2 separate regions of the Mus musculus genome follow, and region 2 is linked to region 1. The links are chromatin contacts, called in public ChIA-PET maps. All regions are on one chromosome and are shown on one strand. Each heading gives the region's core, a stretch centred on a gene start, on an enhancer-like site or on the middle of the called end of the contact. The rest is flanking DNA. Distances are from core to core; before and after follow the strand shown. Region 1 overlaps Dcun1d3 (DCN1, defective in cullin neddylation 1, domain containing 3 (S. cerevisiae)). Region 2 holds the start of Tmem159 (transmembrane protein 159).

What was found. ChIA-PET counts read pairs in DNA pulled down with a chosen protein or histone mark.
Region 2: a contact with region 1 is called in an RNA polymerase II ChIA-PET map of memory CD8 T cells, with 8 times the contacts expected there. The contact joins the promoter of Tmem159 here to the enhancer-like site in region 1. A contact is called at or near these places in 13 of 39 promoter capture datasets (the 3T3-L1 cell line, cancer-associated fibroblasts, cranial neural crest and 6 more), 1 of 15 datasets of contacts at CTCF or cohesin (the NIH/3T3 cell line), 92 of 484 Hi-C or Micro-C datasets (the 3T3-L1 cell line, the AtT-20 cell line, B cells and 49 more), 25 of 115 datasets of contacts at active chromatin or transcription factors (astrocytes, bone marrow-derived macrophages, effector CD8 T cells and 13 more) and 5 of 9 other capture datasets (adipose tissue, embryonic stem cells, liver and 2 more).

What each region holds. Positions count from the first base shown.
Region 1 is chr7:119,865,031-119,870,370 of GRCm38.p6, forward strand. The region is part of intron 1 of Dcun1d3 (DCN1, defective in cullin neddylation 1, domain containing 3 (S. cerevisiae)); the gene reads right to left. It also overlaps a transcript of Rexo5 not described here. Among named protein-coding and RNA genes, the nearest start is that of Dcun1d3, 28 kb to the right of the region's middle. Within about 2 kb of position 1,326, at least 19 of the 459 cell types and tissues checked have an H3K27ac peak or open chromatin away from gene starts, as enhancers often do. A contact at or near this core is called in liver, memory CD8 T cells, natural killer cells and 2 more, where this site is marked.
Region 2 is chr7:120,098,754-120,103,821 of GRCm38.p6, forward strand. It overlaps Tmem159 (transmembrane protein 159), which reads left to right and starts at 3,673. Exons shown (of 5, transcript NM_145586.1): 1 at 3,673-3,762.

The DNA of each region.
Region 1 (5,340 bases), core at 76-2,575:
ATAATGGTGCACCAAGAAGAAAATGTTCTTTATCAACACATAAATGTATTCCAAAGGGTGAATCTATATGCAGAGTAAATTCCAAGGACACCTTGGACTCTCATCCAGGACTTCCATAAGCAATGTATCCCTTCAACAAACCATTTGGCCTCTCTGAGTTTCTGTGACTCCAACATTAAAACAAGGGGTCTTCACTTGTCTTTTCAAAGTATAATATTCTGGGGCTACCTTCACATCATTGCCATTTAAAGGAAACTGCAGTTCTAATCTGGAACCCTCTGAAGACAAGAAAATTTCCTCCTGTTATAATGAATTGCTCCCTTGCTTCTTACAAGGAGAAAAACAAGTGACTCCAATCTGAACAATGGGTGATAGACACCACACCGTGGAGTTTACTGTCTTCCCTTTCCTTCCTCATTTTAGACCTTGACTGGAGGTAAGCAGTTGTGTCCCACTCCCCAAGCCCACACAACCCAGTAAGCAGCCCAGAGTAAGCTGGCTATTTGCTGTACCTAGTTAGGTCAACAAGCTTGCTCGGAGGAATGCTGTATTGGTGTTGATAGGGAGCCTGCCACCCCTTGTGAAACAGGCAAGTGCTATACCAAAAACAGGTCAACCAAGTGTCAGATCTGCCCCAAGACTGTCTTAAACCACCAACCCAATGTCCTTCTCCATGGTCAGTCTATTCTGCAGCAAGAAGCTACCAACACTGGCATTCCCACATAATAGCAATATGAAATTCATGTTTCCAACGTCCATCTAAACAGTTTGTAGAGCTGAGTCCATGTTCTTACTTCTTGTTGTTTTTGTTTGTTTGTTTGTTTTTTGTTTGTTTTCGAGACAGGGTTTCTCTGTGTAGCCCTGGCTGTCCTGGAACTCACTTTGTAGACCAGGCCGGCCTCTAACTCAGAAATCCGCCTGCCTCTGCCTCCCGAGTGCTGGGACTAAAGGCGTGCACCACCACACCCGGCTATGTTCTTACTTATCAAATACTAAAGACCAGGACCTGAGAACATGAAAGCCTCAGTTTTTCTACAGCAGCCAGAGGCTGAGCCAACCGTGCTGGCAGAAGCCATCCTCTAAGTCTTTAAACAAGACCACAGAGACTCCTAGTCCCACCTGGCAGCTTACAGGTTCTGAGTGGCCTTTTCAAAAAAGACTGCAAAGTGTGTCCTGTCCAATGGTAACAGCTTCTAGAAGCTTGCATACATCATGAGGAAAAACTGATAGCTTGCTCCTCTCACTGGGAACTTAGGCTGGAAGATCACCTTCAGAGAGTAGATCTTGCCAGAGCTACTTAGTGGGGAAAGCAGTTTCCTCTGCCAAAACAAACAAGACCCGTCTGTTTCTATGCCCATGCTTTTAACAGTGTCTTTGTCCTAAAATGCCCTATACTAGCAAGCAAAAACTGCAGGTCCAGTTAGAGCTGGGTAAGACTTGCTATACCAAACAATCTCAAAAATGCAAAAGGAAAGAGGCATGAAGGAAGGAAAGATACAATATTTTAAAAAGGAAATATGTGCAGTAATTATATTTCTAGGAAATAACCTTGAGTCACATGACCAACACCTTCCAACTTGACCCAAGACCGTTTCTTTACTTTCATTATTGTCACTGGTCCTTAGGTGTCACACCTTAAACACAATCACATCCTGTATAATGACGTTTCTATCAGTAATGGACTATAATCACGATGGTGGTCCCATAAGATTATTATGTAGTTCTTAGTGCCACCACAGCCACCCCAATGCTGTGGAGAAAGTGTTCACTTGTTCATGAAGATGCTTACACAGATGAACACCCTATACTGCCAGATGTATAAAGTACACACAGCATATATACTTATGTACCGACTATAATATTTTAACACAGTTACATTGTGGCTACATACTGTCGATGTTACTTCTCTGTTGTTAAAAGGTTGCTGTGTGACTCTGGCAGCAAGTTCATACATATCACATGTAATATGTCCCCAGACTAAATCAAGATATGAAGTGAATGACACTAGCGGCATCCACACAATAACAAACGCATTCAGAATCCATCCCCTAAGTCAATGACTAGATACTCATGAGACAATATATATAATTAAGGCCTGAGGAGTGAAACCAATGCAGCTGGCTAGTCTGAGGGATACTTGTCAAATAATACAAGCATGCCAACACAGGTGCATACCATATACACAAAGTAATGAAGCATTTTGGTCTCTAGGTTTTAGAACTGAGTTGCATGTTTACCCAAAATAACCCAAAACTGTGCCTTCTCATATCACTGGTCCACAGTCCAATTTTTTGCTTTTTCCCCCATCACAACTATTTTAAAGTAAGTCTGACTACCTACACATGTGCAAAGGGGGCATGCTTAGGAGGGCAGTGGATTTCTGGGTTGGCCACTGTGTTAGTTGCTTTTCTAATTGATGTTACCGACAGAAGGAACTTAATGGGATGAAAGATTTATGTCGGCTGTTCCAGAAGATACAGTCAGTCCACCACTGCAGCAGGATGTGCGTAGGCAGCTCCTCACAAAACGGCAGATGAGGGAGCAGAGAAGTTAGCCTGGGATCTGGAGCACACATCACCTTAAATCCTCACTCCCAGAGACCACCTCCTGCTGGCAAGGCCACGGTCCCAAATGTTCTATAGCTTCCCTAGTCACCTAGTGGGCACCAAATATTCAAACACATGAACCTGAACACTTCAGATTCAAATTGTCACTCCTTTGTCTCTCTCAGTTTCCCAAGGCATTCCTTGTTTAAAGGCAGAACTTTGTCTTGAGTTTGTACGCCCTGGAACTATAATAAAAAAATGGCCTGCCTGCTACACTACCTCTATGTGTACAGGCTGTTTGCTTCCTTGGGATGGTAGCTCAGTAGACCTCTCTGAAAGCGAACTGCTGATTATACATTAATTCCCTGCTTCTAGGTAGCATATGGGTATCTGCCACTGAGGAATTTAGCTGATTATAGCTAATTAGTCCTCAAACATCTGGTTAACACATGGACTGTTCACTTTTTGGTCACCTAAAGAGTTGAGAAAAATACTTAACTGAAGATAAGATTACATTTTTTGCATTTAGTAAAAGGCAAGAAAGCAGATTGTAAAATGATTCAAAAGATGAGGAAACAACCTGATACAAAAATGATAAATGACTGCCTGCAAATGCCTTAAAAGTATACTTAGATGATCACAAGTGCACAGCTGTGGTTTCTAGAGTCATGTGACTTCTAAGTCTCAAGTTCATCACATGGTAAGTGATCAATTTCCTAATGCTTCCTCATTCTTTATAGAGAAAAATCTAACTCCATTATAAGACCACACATACCAATTCCTTCCTAGAGGCCCATGATGGAGGCTGACTGCTAATGCCTAGCAGACAGGAAAAAGGGACAAAAAAAGACCTGCATAGTAAGGTCTCCTCCTTGGTTTTTTTTTTCTTTTTTCTTTTTTTTCCTTAGATATCTTCTTTATTTACATTTCAAATGTTATCCCTTTTCCTGGTTTCCCCTCCAAAAACCCCATATCCCCTTCCCCCTCCCCCTGCTCACCAACCCACCCACTCCCACTTCCTGGTCCTGGCTTTCCCCTCCACTGGGGCAGAGAGCCTTCACAGGACTAAGGGCCTCTCCTCCCATTGATGACCAACTAGGCCATCCTCTGCTACATATGCAACTGGAGCCATGAATCCTACCATGTATATTCTTTGGTTGGTGGTTTAGTCCCACGAAGCTCTGGGGGTACTGGTTAGAATTCATGGAAGGAGTTACAGATACAAAGTGTGGAGCAGAGACTGAAGGAATGACCATCTAGAGACTGCCCCACCTGGGGATCCATCTCCTAGACAATCACCAAACCCAGACACTATTATGGATGCCAACAAGTGCTTGCTGACAGGAGCCTGATATAGCTGTCTCCTGAAAGGCTCTGCCAGTGCCTCACAAATACAGAAGTGGATGTTCACAGTCATCCACTGGATGGAACACGGGGTCCCCAGTGAAGTAGCTAGAGAAAGTACCCAGGTAGCTGAAGGGGTTTACAGCCCCATAGGAGCAGATGCTGATTTCTATGCCCAGACATCTAGTAGTCCTGACTTTGGTATGGACAACCATTCTAGTCTCAATGTTATGTAAAATTGTTTTCCAACACCTCTGATTCATTAATAAAGGGCTGATTACCCAATAAACTAGGCAGGAGAAGAAAATCCCAGCAGGGGATCTCAGAGGAGAAAGACCAGGAAAGAGAAGAACCAGAAAGATTTATTTACCATGAGGTCTCAATGAGAGAGCAGCCATGAGGCCACACATGTAACAGAGGAAGCCAAGGCAGGACTACAGGTAAAGGACCACATGGCTGGGAAGTAGGCAGTCAGAGACAGAATAGATGAGTACCTGCCCAGCATAGTGCCTGTAGTTTGTTAATAAAAATACCAGACTCTGTGCCATTTATTCAGGAGCTAAAATGGGTTAGAGCAGGTGTAGAAACACCCTGCTGTTACTTGGGAGCAAAAGAGGCACAGCAACCCCTCCCCCAACAAATTACAGTCTGTGTGTGTGTGTGTGTGTGTGTGTGTGTGTAAGTGTAAGAGAGAGAGAGCAGGAGAGAGCAAGAGCAAGTACATGAGTACAGGCAGGTGTATATATGAATTATTCCAGAATACCAACAAAGAATATACTTTTGGTGTTTTAGTAAGCATATGCAGATCACACACACACACACACACACACACACACACACACATACATGTAATATATACATTAAACTTATAAGTTATATTGCACATCCTATTTTGCAGCCCTTTCCACTCAACATTTTTTTTTTGATAAACATCTTTCCCTCTCAAAAAAATGATGTGTGCTGGGAATGTACAGGAGTGCATGTACACATGAACTCCTCAGGCACTGTCTACCTAGTTTGTGTTTGGATGGTTGGGTTTCGAGATTTTTTTTTTATGTGTATGAATGTATGTAAGTGTGAGGGTATGTACATGTGAACACAGGTTTGCATGGAGAGGGTATCAAATCTCATGAAACTGTAAGTGCCTAACAGGAGTACTAAGAACAGAACTTGGGTCCTCTTCAAGAGCAGTATATACTCTTAACCACTAATCCATATCTCCAACCCTTTTGTATTCAGACAGGGTCTCTCAATTTCTTGGGCTGATCAAGGAGGCTAGAGAGTGAGCCCCTGCATCTGCCTGTCTTCTCCTCCCTAGCTTAAGGATTAGACATACATGCCACTGTCTGTTTGCTGTGGTTTTAAAAAAAACTATTTATCTGTTCAGTTCGTGTATACACACATCGTGTACATGGGGTTGATTCTATTCTTTCCACCAATAGGGGTTCAG
Region 2 (5,068 bases), core at 2,423-4,922, 240 kb after region 1:
ATGTGCTTGATAGGTACGCAGTTCTTTAAAGGTATCTTTTCTGTTGTCTTCAGTAAAACCCCCATGGTTTCTCTTTTTTACCCAGAGTTACTCTTCAGGATGCAATGGGTACAGGGCCTTTGGGTGAAAAGAACCTGAGAACTTGTGATGGTTTGTATATTCTTGGACCAGGGAGTAGCACCATTTGGAGCTATGGCCTTGTTGGAATAGTGTGTCACTGTGGATGTGGGCTTAAGACCCTCACCCTAGTTGCCTGGAAGTCAGTCTTCCACTAGCAGCCTTTGGATGAAGACATAGAACTCTCAGCTCTGCCTGAGCCATACCTGCCTGGATGCTGCCATGCTCCCACCTTGATGATAATGTACTGAACCTCTGAACCTGTAAGCCAGCCCCAATTAAATGTTTTTTTATAAGACTTGCCTTGGTCATGGTGTCTGTTCACAGCAGTAAAACCCTGACTAATACAGAAGTTGGTACCAGGGACTGGGGTATTGCTGTGCCTGACCATGCTTTTATTTGAAAGAATGTGGATTTTGGGACTTTGGATTTGGAAAGCAGTGAAATCCTTCAAATGGGGCTTAATGGGTCATCCTAGTAGGAATATGGAAGACTTTGTTGATGGGAGTGATTTGACCTGTGTTGACCTGGCCCAAGAGATTTCAAAGGAGAAGAATTTCAGAATGTGGCATAAAGACTGTTTTTGTGAAATTTTTGGTGAAGAATGTGGCTACTTTTTGCCCTTGTCTGAGAAGTCAGCCTGAGGCTGAGGTGAAGAGACTCAGATTAATTGCATTGACAAACGAAGTTTTTAAAAAAGCCCAGCTTTGTTCTCTGGCTAATTAATAGGAAGAGAAGTTTGAACAATCACAGCAAGCTTAGAAAGGAAAAATATAAAATATATGGTTCGAATATTAAAGGGGTGCCAGGAAGTGAAATAGAACAAAATCTTGTGTTCTAGGAGATAACAGATTAAGGGAGTGGGACTTTGGGGCAAGATCCTACCCAGCTAAATTTAGATCCATCATGGTGGTACACACCTTTAATCCCAGGAGACAGGAATGCTGATCTCTGCATTCAAGGTCAATCTACAGAGCAAGAACCAGGATAGCCAAGCTTAGGCAGTGAAGGATTTAGAAAACATAAAGCTAGTGATAATGTAATAGTACAAGGGGATCATGTTCTAGTTCCTGTAAGCAGAAGACCTCAGCAGCTTCAGCCATGTGGCTCTGGCTCTAGAGTTAAGAATGGAAGGAACTACTGGGACAATTGATGCTGGTCAGCTGGAGCTAAGAAATTAGCAATGATTAAGAAGAGACCGGCATCACTGAGGTGAAATCTTCTGAGAATTGTTTTCTGGGAGCACAAAGAAGCTGTGTTCCAGAGATAGCCAAGGTTGTATCTTGTGCTGCGGCTGGACTTGGTAATGTGTTAGAGTCACTTAGGTGGTACTGGTTTTGAAGGCATGAAGGTGTCAGGAAGAAGAGCTGAAGCTCAGCACTGTGAGAGGTCATGGAAGGCCATTGGAGAAGGTGTAGCCTCAGCTGTAGTTGATGGCCCAGGACTGAAGGGGTCATGCAAAGGATTTGAGGTTTGACACCATGAAGAGAGCCTATGAGAGGCTATTGGGGAAGCCTAGTTGGAGTGGAACACCCCAGTGTATTGGAGATGTCAGTACCATGGGATGATCACCAAGAACAGCAGATGTAGTGGAGTGGATCAACCTGAGCTTAGAGTGCTACAGAGGGCAGAGCTAGAGAAGTGATGCCAGCCCTTAGGAGGAGCCCAAAAGATCAAGTGGAATCCCAGACACTGAAGCAAGAAGCTGTAACATTGAAATTGCCTTGGAAACTCAAAAATGTTAAAGATGCCAGAGACATGGGATACATGCTGAGGAAAGCTGCTAACAGGGAGTGGAACCAGCCCAGAAAAAAGCAGTTTGTTTTTTTTTTTGTTTTTGTTTTTTTTGTTTTTGTTTTTGTTTTTTTTTTTTTTTTTTGCAGACAACAAAGAGGAAAAAGGAGTGGAGATCTGAAGATTGCTTTGACATCAGCCATGGAGATGCAGAGTTTGGAGTTTGCCCAGCTGGTTTCCTGTCTTTCTTTGGAGATTACAGTTAAGTGATTGGATGAATCTCAGAAGAGACCTTGAACTTTGAACTTTTAACATGAGTCTGCTATAGACTATGAGGACTTTGAAAACTGGACTAAATGCATTTTTCATTATGCTATGTTTAAGTATGGCCCCCCATAGACTCATGTGTTTGAACAAGTCTATGGGGGTCAGGGAGTGGAATGTGATGGTTTGTATATTCTTGGACCAGGGAGTGGCACCATTTGGAGAGGTGGCCTTGTTGGAATGGTGTGTCACTGTGGGTGTGGGCTTAAGATCCTCACCCTAGTTGCCTGGAAGTCAGTCTTCCATTAGCAGCCTTTGGATGAAGTCATAGAACTCTCAGCTCTGCCTGTGCCATGCCTGCCTAAATGCTGCCATGCTCCTACCTTGATAATGTACTGAACCTCTGAACCTGTAAGCCAGCCCCAGCTAAATGTTGTTTTTTGTAAGACTTGCCTGGGTCATGGTGTCTGTTCACAACAGTAAAACCCTGACTAAGACAGACCTGTTTAGTAGCAGACAAGTACCTGGGCTTGCCCTTCTCCCCATTTAATGGGTAAAGAAGACGTGGCTCAGAAAGGTAATTTCAGCACACAGTCACACAGTCGTAGCCAGACTTGGGCCCTGAGATGGGGCCTCCACAGCCCCAGCCTGTAGTTTTCTGCTCTAAGCTCAAAGACAGTGCTTCTGACCTTGCCACATCCCCAACCCCTGGGAAGCATTTTAAGTTATCACAGCTGGGAGGGGCTGTTAATGTGTTTGTTTTTATTTCGTGGGTGGAGCCCAGGAATGTTACCAAGCAGCCCACAGTGCTCACAGGACATCTCAGAAACAGATTCATCCCATCTTAAATGCCAGTATTGACATTGAGTAACGAACGAGGCACCTCAGACTTGGAACCAGCAAACATGGGTGTCTCTATCACGGGTCCTTGAGACGAGGATTTGAGTTTATTTGTGAACTTAATCCTTCTAGCTCTTCCTTCGTTTTTGTCTTCAAAACTGTAAAACGGAGATAATCCATCTCTAAGATTCTCTAACTGCTAACACTTGCATTTGCGTAATGACTAGGACCTTCCAGTACAGGAGGTACCTAACTGATTGACTGGTATGACTTGAACTCTGGGGGCAAATCCAGAACTAGTTCTGTCTCTAAAACCCCTTCTTTGGTTGCCAGTTCTCCTAAGATGTGGCCCCAGAACTTTCACTCCAAGCCACTGCTGTAGGAAGAGACTGTCTCCAAGCGCTCATTTACTCGTTAGTCATCCTCTAGAATCCAGAAGTTTGTGGGGGTTGTTCCTAGAGTGTGTAGGAAGAAGAAGCAGGGTGGCCTAGCAAAGGTGGCAGCCGCGCGGCTAGCCATCTAGATACCGGATCCTTCCCAGTCGGGCTGGGTAGGCAGGGCGGGGACCCAAGCCTGGACAGATGGTCAGCGTCAGAGCTCAGCAAGGAAGAGTCGAGGGGCGGAGCCTCTGCGAGGGGCGGGGCAGAAAGGGCGGGGCTTCGGCCTTAGAGGAAGAGCGCTTGCTGGTGAGGAGGAGGAGGTCCAGCTTTCACCCCTAATCAGGCCTGCGTCCCTTCTTGTCTTCCTTCCACTTCGCTTTGCGCCCTCTGTGGCTGCAGGGCGGGGTTTCGCGGCAGCCAGCACCAGGTGAGAGCAAAGATGGGGTGTGGAGTAGAGGACCCCGGCTGGCTGAAGCCTCCCAGCTCGGCCTGGGAAGCGGAGGAGTTCAGGGGCGGTCGCGGGAGAAAAGCACTAGCTTCCTTCGCCTGTTGTTGCCGTCGGCTTCTGGGTTGGTGATGAACTTTGTCGCCTGGAGTTGCTGGGCGCGGGTAGGAGCTCATGGGGAGATCTCATCCACCATTTCCAGCCATCCCGTGCTTACCCACTAGTAGCTAGATTGGGGGCCGGAGGTGGGGGACGTGCGGGGAAGGCCACCAATGCCAACCCACGCAGAGGTCCTACTTCCTCTTGGGAAACGTGCATGGGAAGATGTAAATAAAGTCTTGTCTCGGCGTCCGCACCTTTTCCCTAGGATTGGTCAACAAGGGTGCTATTCGCCACAGCAGGAGGGAGCTACAGGTGTCAAAGGTGGGTTTGCCCCAGATGATCAGTGACGAGATGCCCAATTCCCCTGAGTTCGGATCTCCTAGTTTCTATGCCCCGTAGTCGTGATCAGACCCCCATCTGCATCACACCGGTTTCCTCCATGGATCCCTAGCCTTAGAACAGAAAGTCTCAACCCTCATCGGAAATGGGGACCAGGATAGATTCCCAGGCGCCCCGAAGGCCTGCCCCCATCTGGGGATTCGACCGGACCCGCAGCTGGAACGTTCGCGGTGGCGGTTTGCTTGCAAGACGCGAGAGTCCGGAGGCAAAGCTTTATTTGGAATCTTAGAAGGGGCGGAGCACGATCTTAGAGAACCTGGTTAGGCCCCCTAAAACGGAGAGTAGGCGGGGCACCTCTAGGCTGGTTGGGGTGGTGCCTTCCCACCTTCCCTGTGATGCTGCTCTGAAGAGGACCCTAGAAGGAGTAGATGGTCAGAAAATTGGTGGCTAGGTAGATGAGTGTGCCTGACTGCGGTCCTCCTCCGCATTCTTCCTACCCTAGCTTTCAGCAGACTCCCCAGACCGGTTCCGTGGCATTTGCATGTTTCCCAGGCCAAAGACGAGTTGTAATGGTGTATTTTGACTTGTAGCCCGCTGTAGAAATGTGATTAGGTAAACTGAAGCCTGGGGCCATCTAAATTCAGCACTAACTCGGAGCTGCTGCTTTAACAACATAAATAATGGTGCTGACGTTGGTTCTCCCCTGACCAAGGGGAGAGAATCTTTAGCTGGTGTGATGGAGGTGTGCATACTAGGCTCTGTAGTGTAGACACTGGTAAGGTGTGTTTGCACATAATGGGCAAGTGGTATATTCAGTCATTTGGGGCACTGTGATAGAATCTACTGA